Linked DNA regions of Sus scrofa: all the other regions are linked to region 3. The links are chromatin contacts, called in public HiChIP or PLAC-seq and promoter capture Hi-C maps. All regions are on one chromosome and are shown on one strand. Each heading gives the region's core, a stretch centred on a gene start, on an enhancer-like site or on the middle of the called end of the contact. The rest is flanking DNA. Distances are from core to core; before and after follow the strand shown. Region 1 holds the start of SH3BGRL3 (SH3 domain-binding glutamic acid-rich-like protein 3). Region 2 has its middle 20 kb from the start of RPS6KA1. Region 3 holds the start of SFN (stratifin). Region 4 holds the start of RPS6KA1 (ribosomal protein S6 kinase A1).

Region 1 (2,700 bases), core at 100-2,599, 500 kb after region 3:
GGGGAGGGGCTCCAAGGTCAGAAGGTTAAGAATACCAGGCGGTTGGTCACAAGGTCCTTCGTGGCTGGGTGATTGCTAAGGGGAATGTGGTGACGGAGTCCGGGCGCTGGCTTGGTTCAGGACAGTTTCAGGAACTCCTGCAGTGTGTTTTGTTCCACAGCCTCCACGAAGAGCTCATAGTCCTGGGGGAGGGGAGGAGAGGAGGTCACCTGTGTCCTAGTATTTTGTCTCAGGTCTGACTCTGGCTGGCAGTCCTCTTACAACATTCCCTTCACCCCCAACCCCTGGGCCCGTACCCCACAGTACTGGTCCCCGTTGACAATCTGGGGTGGGGTGGCCTTGGGGTTGCCCGCCAAGGCTCGCATCTCATCCCGCAGGGCGTTGTCCTGGGAGATGTCCACTAGTTGGTACTGGATGCGCTTCCCATCCAGGATGCGGGTCACCTCGCTCTGCTGGGACTTGATCTGGGGGCAGAGGGCGGGCAAAGGTTAGTGAACAATCTGGAGGTTTTGGGACAGTGGCCAGGAGCTTTTGTTTTCTTGTCCCCCTCCATACCCTAGGGGAGGGCTCTGGCCATTAGGAGTTGGGAGGATGAGTCAGGCTTGTGGTGGTGTGGGATGAGAGAGGGACCACCAACCGTGGGGAGGAGAGTCAGAATGAAGCTAAGTGGGATAAATTCAGGGTGGGGAAGCCAGGAGCTCAGCAAGAAGAAAGCAAGGCATGCCTGAGTGGAGGCTGGTAAGGGGCCACCCCGGCCCCAGGTACACACATAGTGGAGAGGGAGGGCAAGATGAGGACATGGTCAAGGATCAGCCTGGTAGTGGGGGTGCAGAGGACCCAGGAGGCCGGAAGGAGGTGTTCAGTGTTCAGGAAGGGGCCGCGAAGCCTGCCCCCGCAACCCGACTTAGGAGGCCTTGCCCAGCACCTCGCCTCCCCCGCCCTGGGGGCGGGTCCCAGGCGCTGGTCCCGAGCACCAGGACCGCCGCCCGCGCTCTCCCCCAGCGCCGGGCCCACGGCGCGCACTTACTTCGCGGGAGCCGGTGACCGACGTGCTGTAGACGCGCAGGCCGCTCATGCTGCGGGTGGACCGACAGGCCGAGAGACAGGCAGACGGGTAGCGGTAGCAGCAGCTGCACGGCCTGGAGACGAGGCCGCCGCGCTCGGGAGCGGTTTCCTTCCTGCTCAGCCCGCGAGTCACCGCTCTCAGGACCAATGGGCGGCGCAGACAAGCGCGCGGCTGGGGCGGGGCCTGCGCGACCCCGCCCCGCGCACCAGCGGGCCCCTTCCCCTCCCCTTCGGGGTCCCAGAGCGCGGAGGACCCCAGCCCCACGCAGGGCCGTCCCCTCCACTCCTCCCGGTTCTAGGGCTCACAGTGTGAGGCTGCGGATCAACCTGACAGTAGGGTGGGGCAGGGGCAAGGGTTTGGCAAAGGCCTCCTCCTCCGCCTCGCCCGCATTTGCTGCACCCAAGTAGCCACCCCGTGCCACGACAGCGCTGCTCAGGTCCGGGCTTTGAAGTCTCAGCTGTTTTCAAACCTAAAACTCTCCAGCTAGAGGCCTCACCCCAAGGGACCACCGCCCCATTCCCCCAGGGGCCACCCACACAGAGCTAACCCAGCAGGCACACCACAGCAGGGACAGCCCTTGCTTAGACATTTTCCCCAAAGTTCCTCTCTGCTCAGATAGGCAGGTTTAGACGGGTGTAGCAGCAGATGGGGCCACACCCTCAAGGAGCCAGACGGAGATCAAGGTAAGAAAGAGGCTTCTACTTCTGGACTGGGTGGAGGCAGAGGTTGGTGTCAGGACTCCTAAGTCTGGGACCTTGTTAAAGACCCACAGTTGGTCTTGGGGTGGCCCCAGCTTCACCCCAACTCCTTGCTGTAGGTGGTACTTCAAAACTCCAACTCCCAGCAAAATGCAGGGAGTTCAGAAGGAGCAACCAGCCCCACTGGGGTGACTCAGCCATCTGTCTGGGGTTGGACATGACTCCACTCTGAAGTCCTCCCAGGTCCAGGGCTCTGAGAATAACCCAGGAAGACAACCCTAGCTCCTTGAGGCAAACACAGTGCCACTTCCTCAGAGCGACCCACAGGCAGCAGACTTCCTCCTCAGAGGATTACTGAAACTCAATGACAAACTTGCTTCAACTCAGGGCAGCTTCACCCAATCAGAAGTGCCATGGGGAAAGATCTCATCTGTCCCCACAGAATGAAAGAGGAGCAGAAGCAGTAGAGATACAGACACGAGAGGCTTGATCTGCCAAAGTTGCCTCCTTGCTGCTGTTTGGAGAACTTGGCTAAAACCCCATGCTTTGGCTCCAACAAGCCAAAGTAAGGGGTGGAGTACGAGATGATGGTAATAGAAGGCGATGGAAAACTGAGGACTTTGTTAAATTTTTATTTTGTAATCAAAATAGGCAATACAAACCAGTTGACATAACAAGGGTTCATATAAATAACTGCTTATAAATTCTGAGGAAAAATACCCGTGAGCATGGTGGCTGGGCTCCCAATACAGGGTGGAGGCCAATCAGGCAGCTCTGCTTTTAGGAGGCAGAAGTCCAGAGACGGCTGGGTGGGGCTGCTCTAAATGGAAGGGATAAGTCACTCCATAAATAAAACACAAACTTGTAAAAACATTTAAGAAGGGTCTCATTCAGGCCCAGGAGTGAGGTCCAGGACGCTGCCCCGCCAGCCCAAAG
Region 2 (2,722 bases), core at 74-2,573, 300 kb after region 3:
CCATGTTGCTTCAGCTGATGAAGTACCCAGCGTTGTCACTGCAAAGGCTTGTGTTGCTGCTGTGGTGGAGGTTCAATCCCTGGCCAGGGAACTTCCACATGTCGTAGGTGTGACCCCCCCCCCAAAAAGAACATAAATGAGATAGATGAATTACTTTCACATAAAGAAAAACAACACTGAATGGACCCCGCGTTGCTGTGGCTGTGCTGTAGGCCGGCAGCTACAACTCCGATTTGACCCCCTAGCCTGGGAACCTCCATATGCCACAGTTGGGGCCGAGAAGAAAGGAAAGAAAGGAAAGAAAGGAAAGGAAAGGAAAGGAAAGGAAAGGAAAGGAAAGGAAGGAAGGAAGGAAGGAAGAAAGGAAGAAAGGAAGAAAGGAAGAAAGGAAGGAAGGAAGGAAGGAAGAAAGGAAGAAAGGAAGAAAGGAAGAAAGGAAGGAAGAAAGAAAGAAAGGAAGAAAGAAAGAAAGAAAGGAAGAAAGAAAGGAAGAAAGAAAGGAAGAAAGGAAGGAAGAAAGGAAGAAAGAAAGGAAGAAAGGAAGGAAGAAAGGAAGGAAGAAAGGAAGAAAGAAAGGAAAGAAAGGAAGGAAGAAAGGAAGAAAGGAAGGAAGAAAGAAAGGAAGGAAGAAAGGAAGAAAGGCAGAAAGGAAGGAAGAAAGGAAGAAAGAAAGGAAGAAAGAAAGGAAGAAAGGAAGAAAGAAAGGAAAGAAAGAAAGAAAGAAAGAAAGAAAGAAAGAAAGAAAGAAAGAAAGAAAGAAAAGAAAAACACTGAAGAGGAAAGAAAGAAAAGAAAAACACTGAAGAGGGGAAAAGCGGTGGCGAGGGTGGGGTGGGGTGGTTCCCATTTGTTTCCCGGGCCCACGGCATAACAGCATCAGAAAGCAAAGGACTCTGATTCTGTGAACCTCAGTCCTATGTTAAACCGTTTGAGCTCCTACCAACTACTCCGGTGGGCAGGAAGGGCTAACTGGGCACCCTGTCTTCAGCGGTTTGGGCTGCCCTCCTGTGCCTAGGTACTCTTTTGCAGACTACAACGGAAAGGAGGCAGTTCAAATTGCTCCTCTTTTCTATGCATGGGGACACTTCCAATACCTCTGCAAGTAGAGTAAGGTTTGCAGGAGCCAAGTAAGGGGCAGGGGGTAAAAGGCCCTCGGGCCTGGAGCTCTTTCTAGATGTTTGTGGCCTGAGGCCCCCAAACCACCTCTCTCCCCCAGTCTTGTTAAAACTGAAGATGAGGGCGGGCTCTGCAGGCACTGCAGGGCTTTGCTGAGGTTCTCCGGGTGGGGCCGCCCCGCAGCGAGTGGAGGGAGCTGCTGAGCCCCCAACCACTTGGGGGACAAGTGAGCAGTTCCTGGAAGGTGGGGGAAACGAGTGCCATGGCTATCTCTATAACAACCGGCTGGGGGCCCCCCATCAGCCGTCTCTATAAAAACCATCGCCTACAGATCTAGCCCCCAGATTGAGTCCCAAGATTTCCTGGCCAGTTCCAAGAACCCAGCCCAGAAAGTGGGCGGGGTTCCTGCCGCCTCCTCCTCCCCTCCCCCCTTGGGCCCTTCTCGCTTTTAGGCCCCAAATCCCCGCCCAACTCCAGGACCAGCCCATTCATCTCCCAACACTAGTTGGCCCCGCGCTCGCTCAAACCACCGCCGGTGCGCCCCCAAACTCCTTGTTCTGAGCCTCCCCCACCCCGCCCCATTTCCGCATAGTTCGTGCTCCCGGCACCCCGCGCGCGCCTCGGGTACCTCCTTGGCCCGCGGGAACCGAAGCCCGGAGACTCCGCCCGTCCTAGGCCCCGCCCTAAAGCCCCACCCTGGCACGTGCCCGCGCGGGACCGATAGCCTCTCAGAGCTCCCAAGGTGACCCCTTGGAAGTCAGTCCCTGGCCTTACTATCAACCCCTGGGATCTGCCTTTGAAGGATTGGGAGGGGGGGTTCGCGGCGTTCTGAGAAGTTCAGAAGCGATGCAGGCCCGGAAGCGGAAGCAGAGGGTTGGAGAAGGCCGGACGTCGGGGCAGCGAGGACCACAGAGATCGAGCCCACGCCCACCTCCTTCCCTCCCGGCGGGCACTCTTGGGAGTGGGACTAGACGCTCGGTCTGGGTCGGGAGGGCTCGGAGCCTGAATCTGAGCAAGGGCTGTCCCAGTACCCGCCAGGTGTGCTGCGCGGGACATGCGGCGGGGCGGGGTGGTCCCGGGAGCAATTGGGGGGCGGAGGACTAGTCAAGTGAGCTGTAAGTCCCCGGCCTAGGATCGGGAATCGAGGGTCCAGCCAGAGGGACTGTGGTGAAATTAGGTCCAATGGCTCTCTCTGCCTGAATGCCGTGACTAGTCCTGGCAAGAGTGTGGTGTTGGGGCTCTGCCTCCGTAGCACCTCCTAGGTAGGGCGCGGAGCTTGGCTCTAAACTGCCACCGTGTGGCCGCAAGGAGCAGCGCCTGTCTGGCACCTGGAGACTCCACAGGGCTGGGGCGTGGGACCAGGTCCTGGCAGCTATCTATCCCTCGGGGATACCGGCTTTAGAGGCTCTCTTCCTCCCAAGTTAGGTTCCAGGAATGGGATTGAGGTTGCCGTGGTGGCGTTGGAGTGGTCACCAGGCCTTCATCCAGTCGCTGTCAATCCTGCTCAGCTGTCTGGGACTCTTGTGGACACCCAGCATCCGCCAGCATCCTGCTTACTGAATACAAGTTGTGGATGAAAATGATCCCTCTCAAAGGCAGCAAGTCC
Region 3 (2,700 bases), core at 140-2,639:
CCCTGTGGGAGCTCAGGGTCTCTGTAAATCATGCACCTATTCCTGATCCGTCCCTCCGCAATAAGTGGAAAAGTCAGGAGGAGTGTCACAGGGGAACTTTATTGAGAGGAAACATGGTCACACCCAGCAGACATGATTTCCCTCTCATCCTCGGTCTTGTTGGCTGCGCAGGCGCGCACACACACTCTAGCGCTCGCGCGCGCTCTCTCGCTCTCGCTCTCTCTCATCTACAGTCTCTGCCACACAGTTCAGCTCTCAGCCACAAGGGTGGGACACTCCTCAATTCCTAAGATCCAGAGGCAGGGGGGCAGGAGCGGGGAATCAGGAGGAAGTGGCTGGGCTCAGGGGAGGGGTCTGGGCGGGGTGCAGAGAGCGGGTCAGGGTGGGACGACCAGTGGTCGGAGCACCTGACAGCTGCAGGAAGCTTGGAATCCTCCGGCTCCAGGTGGCCTCAGCTCTGCTGGTTCCTCTCCGTGGAGCCTTTTTGAGCTGGGGCAGGGCATCTGGGGAGAAGGGTTGGGCTTCCCACCCCATACAAGTCCTCTCTGCCAAGAGTGGGGGACTGGAGCAGGCAGGGCAGGGCAGGGAGGGCGGCGGGTGCGGCTCAGCTCTGGGGCTCCTCAGGCGCCTCGCCCCCCTCTTCCCCGGCGTTGTCGGCGGTCCACAGCGTCAGGTTGTCCCGCAGCAGCTGCATGATGAGGGTGCTGTCTTTGTAGGAGTCCTCGCTGAGAGTGTGCAGGTCAGCCATGGCCTCGTCGAAGGTGGTCTTGGCCAGGGAGATGGCCTCCTCTGGGCTGTTGGCGATCTCATAGTGGAAGACAGAAAAGTTCAGGGCCAGGCCCAGGCGGATGGGGTTGGTGGGTGGCATCTCTTTCTTGCTGATGTCCATGGCCTCCTGGTAGGCGGAGCGGGCTGAGTCGATGATGCGCTTCTTGTCGTCCCCCGTGGCCACCTCGGCCAGGTAACGGTAGTAGTCACCCTTCATTTTCAGGTAGAAGACCCGACTCTCCGCGTCACCGGCCTCCTTGATGAGATGGGTGTTCAGCAAGCCAAGCACCGTGTCACACACACCCCGGAGCTCCTTCTCCACCTTCTCCCGATATTCTCGCACCTCAGGGCCCTTCTCTTCCGAGCCTTCCTCATTGCTCTTCTGCTCAATACTGGACAGGACCCTCCACGCAGCCCGCTGACCACCCACCACATTCTTGTAGGCCACTGAGAGCAGGTTGCGCTCTTCGCAAGACAGCTCCTCACCCTTTTCCACGGCGCTCTTCATGAAGGCTGCCATGTCCTCATAGCGTTCAGCCTGCTCGGCCAACTTGGCCTTCTGGATCACACTGGCTCTCTCCATGGCTCTGGGGACAGACAGATGGGCAGGTGGAGAGCTAACTGGCTGCCTCGGGACCAAGGCCGGATTCTGCGCCTCTCCGGCTGCCTGCCTGCCTTTTGGCTGGAAGGCCAGGCCCGGAGAAGGGTGGGGAGGGGCAGAGGGCGGGCCCAGGACTTGCCTCCCTCTCCTCTCCCCCCTCCCCCCACACCCTTTCCGCCTCTTCCTTAAAGGTAAAAGGGCTGGGATGTGGGGGGGTGAGTCATCCTGACTGTCAGCAGGAGAAATTTGGGCGTTGGCTCCACCTGCACCGATACCTTTCCAGGCTCCAGGCTGCCGCCTCTGGGTCAGGGCTTCCATTATATGGGTGCACACGTTAGGGAGCTGCCCCAGTTTCTCAAATCAGATCCCTCTTCACTGCATCCTTCCTGGGGCTCAGGATGGCTTCAGCTACCTGGCCACTATGGACCTAGGCAGAGCCCATAAAGCCAGGTGCAGGAGAAGGGGGTGCCTAATCTGGCCAGGAGTGGTTCCTCCACTGGTTTAGGTGAAATAACTCATTGTCTAGGTAGGGCTATAGTTTCCCAAGCACCTCATACCCATGGTCTAACTTAATCCCTGCTATCTTGGTGAGATGGGCAGGGCTGTGGCTACTACTCCCACTGTAGAGAGGGGAATACTGAGGCTCAGAGAGGGATGAGATTTGCTCAAGGTCACACAGTTACTAAGTTGGACTTCTCTCCCATTCAGGCTTCTGACTTGTGAGCTCCAGACTGTATTTAGAAGGGAGATGTAGGCTTCTTCTGGAGTCTACCTGAAATGCTTACACCCCACCCCCCAACTCCTCTCTCCCCCTCAGGTCCCATCCCTTCTGAGCTCCCAGAATGCACAGGTGGCAGCTTTCAGGGTGCCACTTAATGAGGTGTTTAACGAGCAGCCTCTGACGCTCCAGCCCAGCCTTTGTAATTAGTCACCCAGTAGGTTTTTTGGATACCTTCCCCATCACAGCACAATTTTCCCTTTCAAGTTGGTGGCCTGTTGCCACTTGTGTGAGGACTTACCCTCTGGCTCTCCACGCCAGGTTACCTGCCACCACCCCCCCCGCCCCGCAAGCCGCCTGCCATCATGTATCAGTGGGGCTCACAGAGGGTGGGGACCCAGCTCACTAGCTGTCCCACTTTCCTGCCTGAATCAGCCTGCCCTTTGTCAGAGGCTAGGAAGAAGGCCGCCTGGGTGCTCAGCCCAGTGCGGCTGCGGGGGGAACTGAGAAAAAGGAGGCAGCCATGACACATGCCATTTTGTTTTAGGGGGCAGCTGTCCCCTCTGAGTGCTCCCTTCCCCAGCCTCTCTCTCAGAAGTTTCCCTGCCCCTTC
Region 4 (2,700 bases), core at 80-2,579, 280 kb after region 3:
GCCAGTGTCAGCAGTGACCATCCCTTTAAAGGGGCAGCACACCAGGGGTCCTCACTCTGATCTCAATCTGTGGCCCTGAGAGGCAAGGCACTTGGTGGTTGCCTCAGGTAAGTACCAAGGAGGTGTACTCAGCAGGGGCTATGAGCTGAAGCCAGGGGAAAAGCACCTTGGCTCCCAGGCTCACTGAGGTCCCCATACCCCCTCCCCTCCGCATATCCCCATATCTCCTCTGGAAAGGCAGTATCACCTACCTACTTCCCAGAATGAGGCTGAGGAGAAAGTTTTCTCCACCTGCTGGTTCAGGGGCTTGACCTTGACCCTGGAGGTCAAAGAGCACAGGAAGAGCTGGCCTTTTGCAAGTTTGGAGCCTATCATCTCAGAATCCTCAGAGGGCAGGAAGGAGTTGCTTCTGGAAGAGGCTAGGCAGGCAGAGGCCAAACTCCTCAGGGGCCCAACCCTTCTTATTGGGGGGGGGGGGACAAGAAGCAGCGGCAGCCACCAAGGTCCTCCCCCTCTCCAGGAATAGTCGTCACAAGGACTAAGGGCTTTTCCCCATTCTCTTCTCTACAGCCCGGGGCAGGGGACACAGGTGTTCTCTGACCCTAGCCTGGGGCAAAGAAAACCAAGAGTTTCTGCCCCAGACGGGCCGTGTCACCCCAAATTCCACAACTGCCAGGGTCAAAGGGGCAATCCTTCTAGGGTCAGCAGCGGAAAAGCTGGGAGATCTTCCGGTAGGGCGATGCGCGATGTCAAGGAGAAGTGGGGGGTCCTACGACCCTTGTCTCTTGTAGAATCCGAGACATCTGGCAGCCCGGAGCTGGCCGCCTGGGCTAATGAAGGAAACTCCCACACCTCCCGGTACAGGTCCTAGGTGTAGGGAGAGGTAAGGGGAGGCCAGATCTCAGCGCACCGCGGGATCCCCTCTCCACGCTAAGGGATTTCTCGGCACTTGGCGGAACTGTCCCTCGCTCACACACACCCAGGACATAAGGGGGTGGAGCCGGAGAGGGGCCAAGAGATCGGAGGGCACTCGCGTCCTCGCAGGCGCCCGCCAGGCTCCGGCGGCGCCGCGGGCCGCCCCGCCCCTGTAGGGACCCGGGCTCGCCGGCCGCCAGCGCCCTTCTCCCGCCCAGCTCACTCACCTCCGGGTCCAGCGGCACCAGCTCCATGAGCGGCCAGGGCTCCTTGAGCTGAGCGAGAGGCATCGCGCCGCCGCCAGGCCGCCGGAGCTCCACCGGCGGCGCCGGCTGCGCCGCCTCTCGGGTACCAGGGTCCCCGGCTCTGAGCCCTCGTGCCCCCTCGCCCCAGCAGAGACCCCGGCACTCAGGCTGGGCCGTCCACCACAGCCGCCGCCGCGGCACTCGCACTTCGGCTCCCTCCGTCACCCGGCGCCGCCGCGCCCATTGGCTACCTGCGCGGGGGCGGAGCCAGTAAAGCCACGCCCCAGCCCCCGCGGCGCGGCATTCCCAGCGCAGACCCCCCGCCCCCTCTGCTAGGGGAGTGCTGGCCCCGCCTCCACCGCCAGCCCGGGGTCGGTCTTCTGCTCCGCCCGGGAGAGGTCCGCTTGACTTCTCCCTCTCAGACCTGGTTTCCTCCGCGCTGACCTCTCCAGGGCCACCAATCTCCTCGACTCAGCTCGTTTTGAATTGCTCCTTTTCCCTCCAGCCGCCCTGTTTGCCCTGTTCCCGTCTCCTCCCAACCCCTCCCCCCACACACAGACACACTAAATGACCTGGCCCTGACCCAGGCGGAGGCTGGAAAGGAGCCTGGGCCCTACTGCCCTCATTAGGAGGCCCTAGGACAATCCCCCTTACGGAAGCCGACACTGAGATCCCCTGGGGATCCCAGCGCCCCAACCCCAGGTAAGGTTTCCCCATCATCAGAACCCAGAGTGATGTCTTAATACACAGAATTTCTCCAGAAGCAGGACCAGCTTCTGGCTGATTTGGGCTTGTGCCTCCTCTAAGGAGAGTGGGTACCATGCTCCCAGGATTGACTGACACTGGACTGCCCTTGGAGTAAAAGGCCGGGAGAGAGAGTCTCCCTGGAGAGATTCAGCCTCCACCGAAAGAGGTGCTAGGGGTCCAGGCTTGCTGAGATTTATTCACACGTGGGGGCTTGGAGAGATGGGCTTGTTTTTTTTCATGGGCGAGGAAGAATGGCCATTTACAAAAGCTGTTCTAAAGCAGGACTGTTTCACAGAAGCCTTCTTTCAACCAGGTTTCACCAATGTGTGATTTCCTTGGATCCTCACCACCACCTAGTTTACACATCATAAAACAGTCTCCGAAAGGTATGAGTTACCCAGGGTCACGCAGCAGGTGGGAACAGATTAGGATTTTTAAAAATCAAAGTGCTTGAGAATTTCTCCTAAATTAAGATGCTCCCATGGAGTTCCCATGGTGGCACAGTGGTTAACAAAACCGACAAGGAACCATGATGTTGTGGGTTCAATCCTGGCCTTGCTCAGTGGGTTAAGGATCCCACGTTGCCATGAGCTGTGGTGTAGCTTGCAGACACGGCTCAGACCCCACGTTGCTGTGGTTCTGGCTTAGGCTGGTGGCTACAGCTCCGATTAGGCCCCTAGCCTGGGAACCTCCATATGCCGTGGGTGCGGCCCTAGAAAAGACAAAAATAAAAATAAAAAATAGATGCTGTGGATATAGCAATGAACAAAAGAAAGTCCCTCTTCTCATGGAG

Evidence for each region. Promoter capture Hi-C pulls out the DNA fragments that hold promoters and counts their contacts. HiChIP or PLAC-seq counts read pairs in DNA pulled down with a chosen protein or histone mark.
Region 1: a contact with region 3 is called in a promoter capture Hi-C map of fetal liver, with 2.8 times the contacts expected there. The contact joins the promoter of SH3BGRL3 here to the promoter of SFN in region 3. A contact is called at or near these places in 1 of 5 promoter capture datasets (fetal liver) and 1 of 2 datasets of contacts at active chromatin or transcription factors (alveolar macrophages).
Region 2: an H3K27ac HiChIP or PLAC-seq map of alveolar macrophages shows a contact between it and region 3. The contact joins the enhancer-like site here to the promoter of SFN in region 3. A contact is called at or near these places in 2 of 5 promoter capture datasets (fetal liver and liver), 14 of 47 Hi-C or Micro-C datasets (alveolar macrophages, blood, brain and 10 more) and 2 of 2 datasets of contacts at active chromatin or transcription factors (alveolar macrophages and skeletal muscle).
Region 4: an H3K27ac HiChIP or PLAC-seq map of alveolar macrophages shows a contact between it and region 3. The contact joins the promoter of RPS6KA1 here to the promoter of SFN in region 3. A contact is called at or near these places in 2 of 5 promoter capture datasets (fetal skeletal muscle and liver) and 1 of 2 datasets of contacts at active chromatin or transcription factors (alveolar macrophages).

The regions. Positions count from the first base shown.
Region 1 is chr6:83,686,122-83,688,821 of Sscrofa11.1, reverse strand. SH3BGRL3 (SH3 domain-binding glutamic acid-rich-like protein 3) reads right to left here and starts at 1,349. Exons shown (of 3, transcript XM_021095627.1): 1 at 1,028-1,349; 2 at 297-464; 3 at 1-182. The coding sequence starts at 1,075. The coding sequence ends at 117. CEP85 (centrosomal protein of 85 kDa) reads right to left here. Exons shown (of 15, transcript XM_021095615.1): 14 at 1,028-2,700; 15 at 1-182. UBXN11 (UBX domain-containing protein 11) reads left to right here. Exons shown (of 13, transcript XR_002344945.1): 13 at 1-113.
Region 2 is chr6:83,883,527-83,886,248 of Sscrofa11.1, reverse strand. No RefSeq gene overlaps it. Among named protein-coding and RNA genes, the nearest start is that of RPS6KA1, 20 kb to the left of the region's middle. Within about 2 kb of position 1,323, at least 74 of the 83 cell types and tissues checked have an H3K27ac peak or open chromatin away from gene starts, as enhancers often do. A contact at or near this core is called in alveolar macrophages, brain, embryonic fibroblasts and 7 more, where this site is marked.
Region 3 is chr6:84,187,210-84,189,909 of Sscrofa11.1, reverse strand. It overlaps SFN (stratifin), which reads right to left and starts at 1,389. Exons shown (of 1, transcript NM_001044564.1): 1 at 86-1,389. The coding sequence starts at 1,351. The coding sequence ends at 605.
Region 4 is chr6:83,903,753-83,906,452 of Sscrofa11.1, reverse strand. It overlaps RPS6KA1 (ribosomal protein S6 kinase A1), which reads right to left and starts at 1,329. Exons shown (of 22, transcript NM_001243214.1): 1 at 1,143-1,329. The coding sequence starts at 1,205.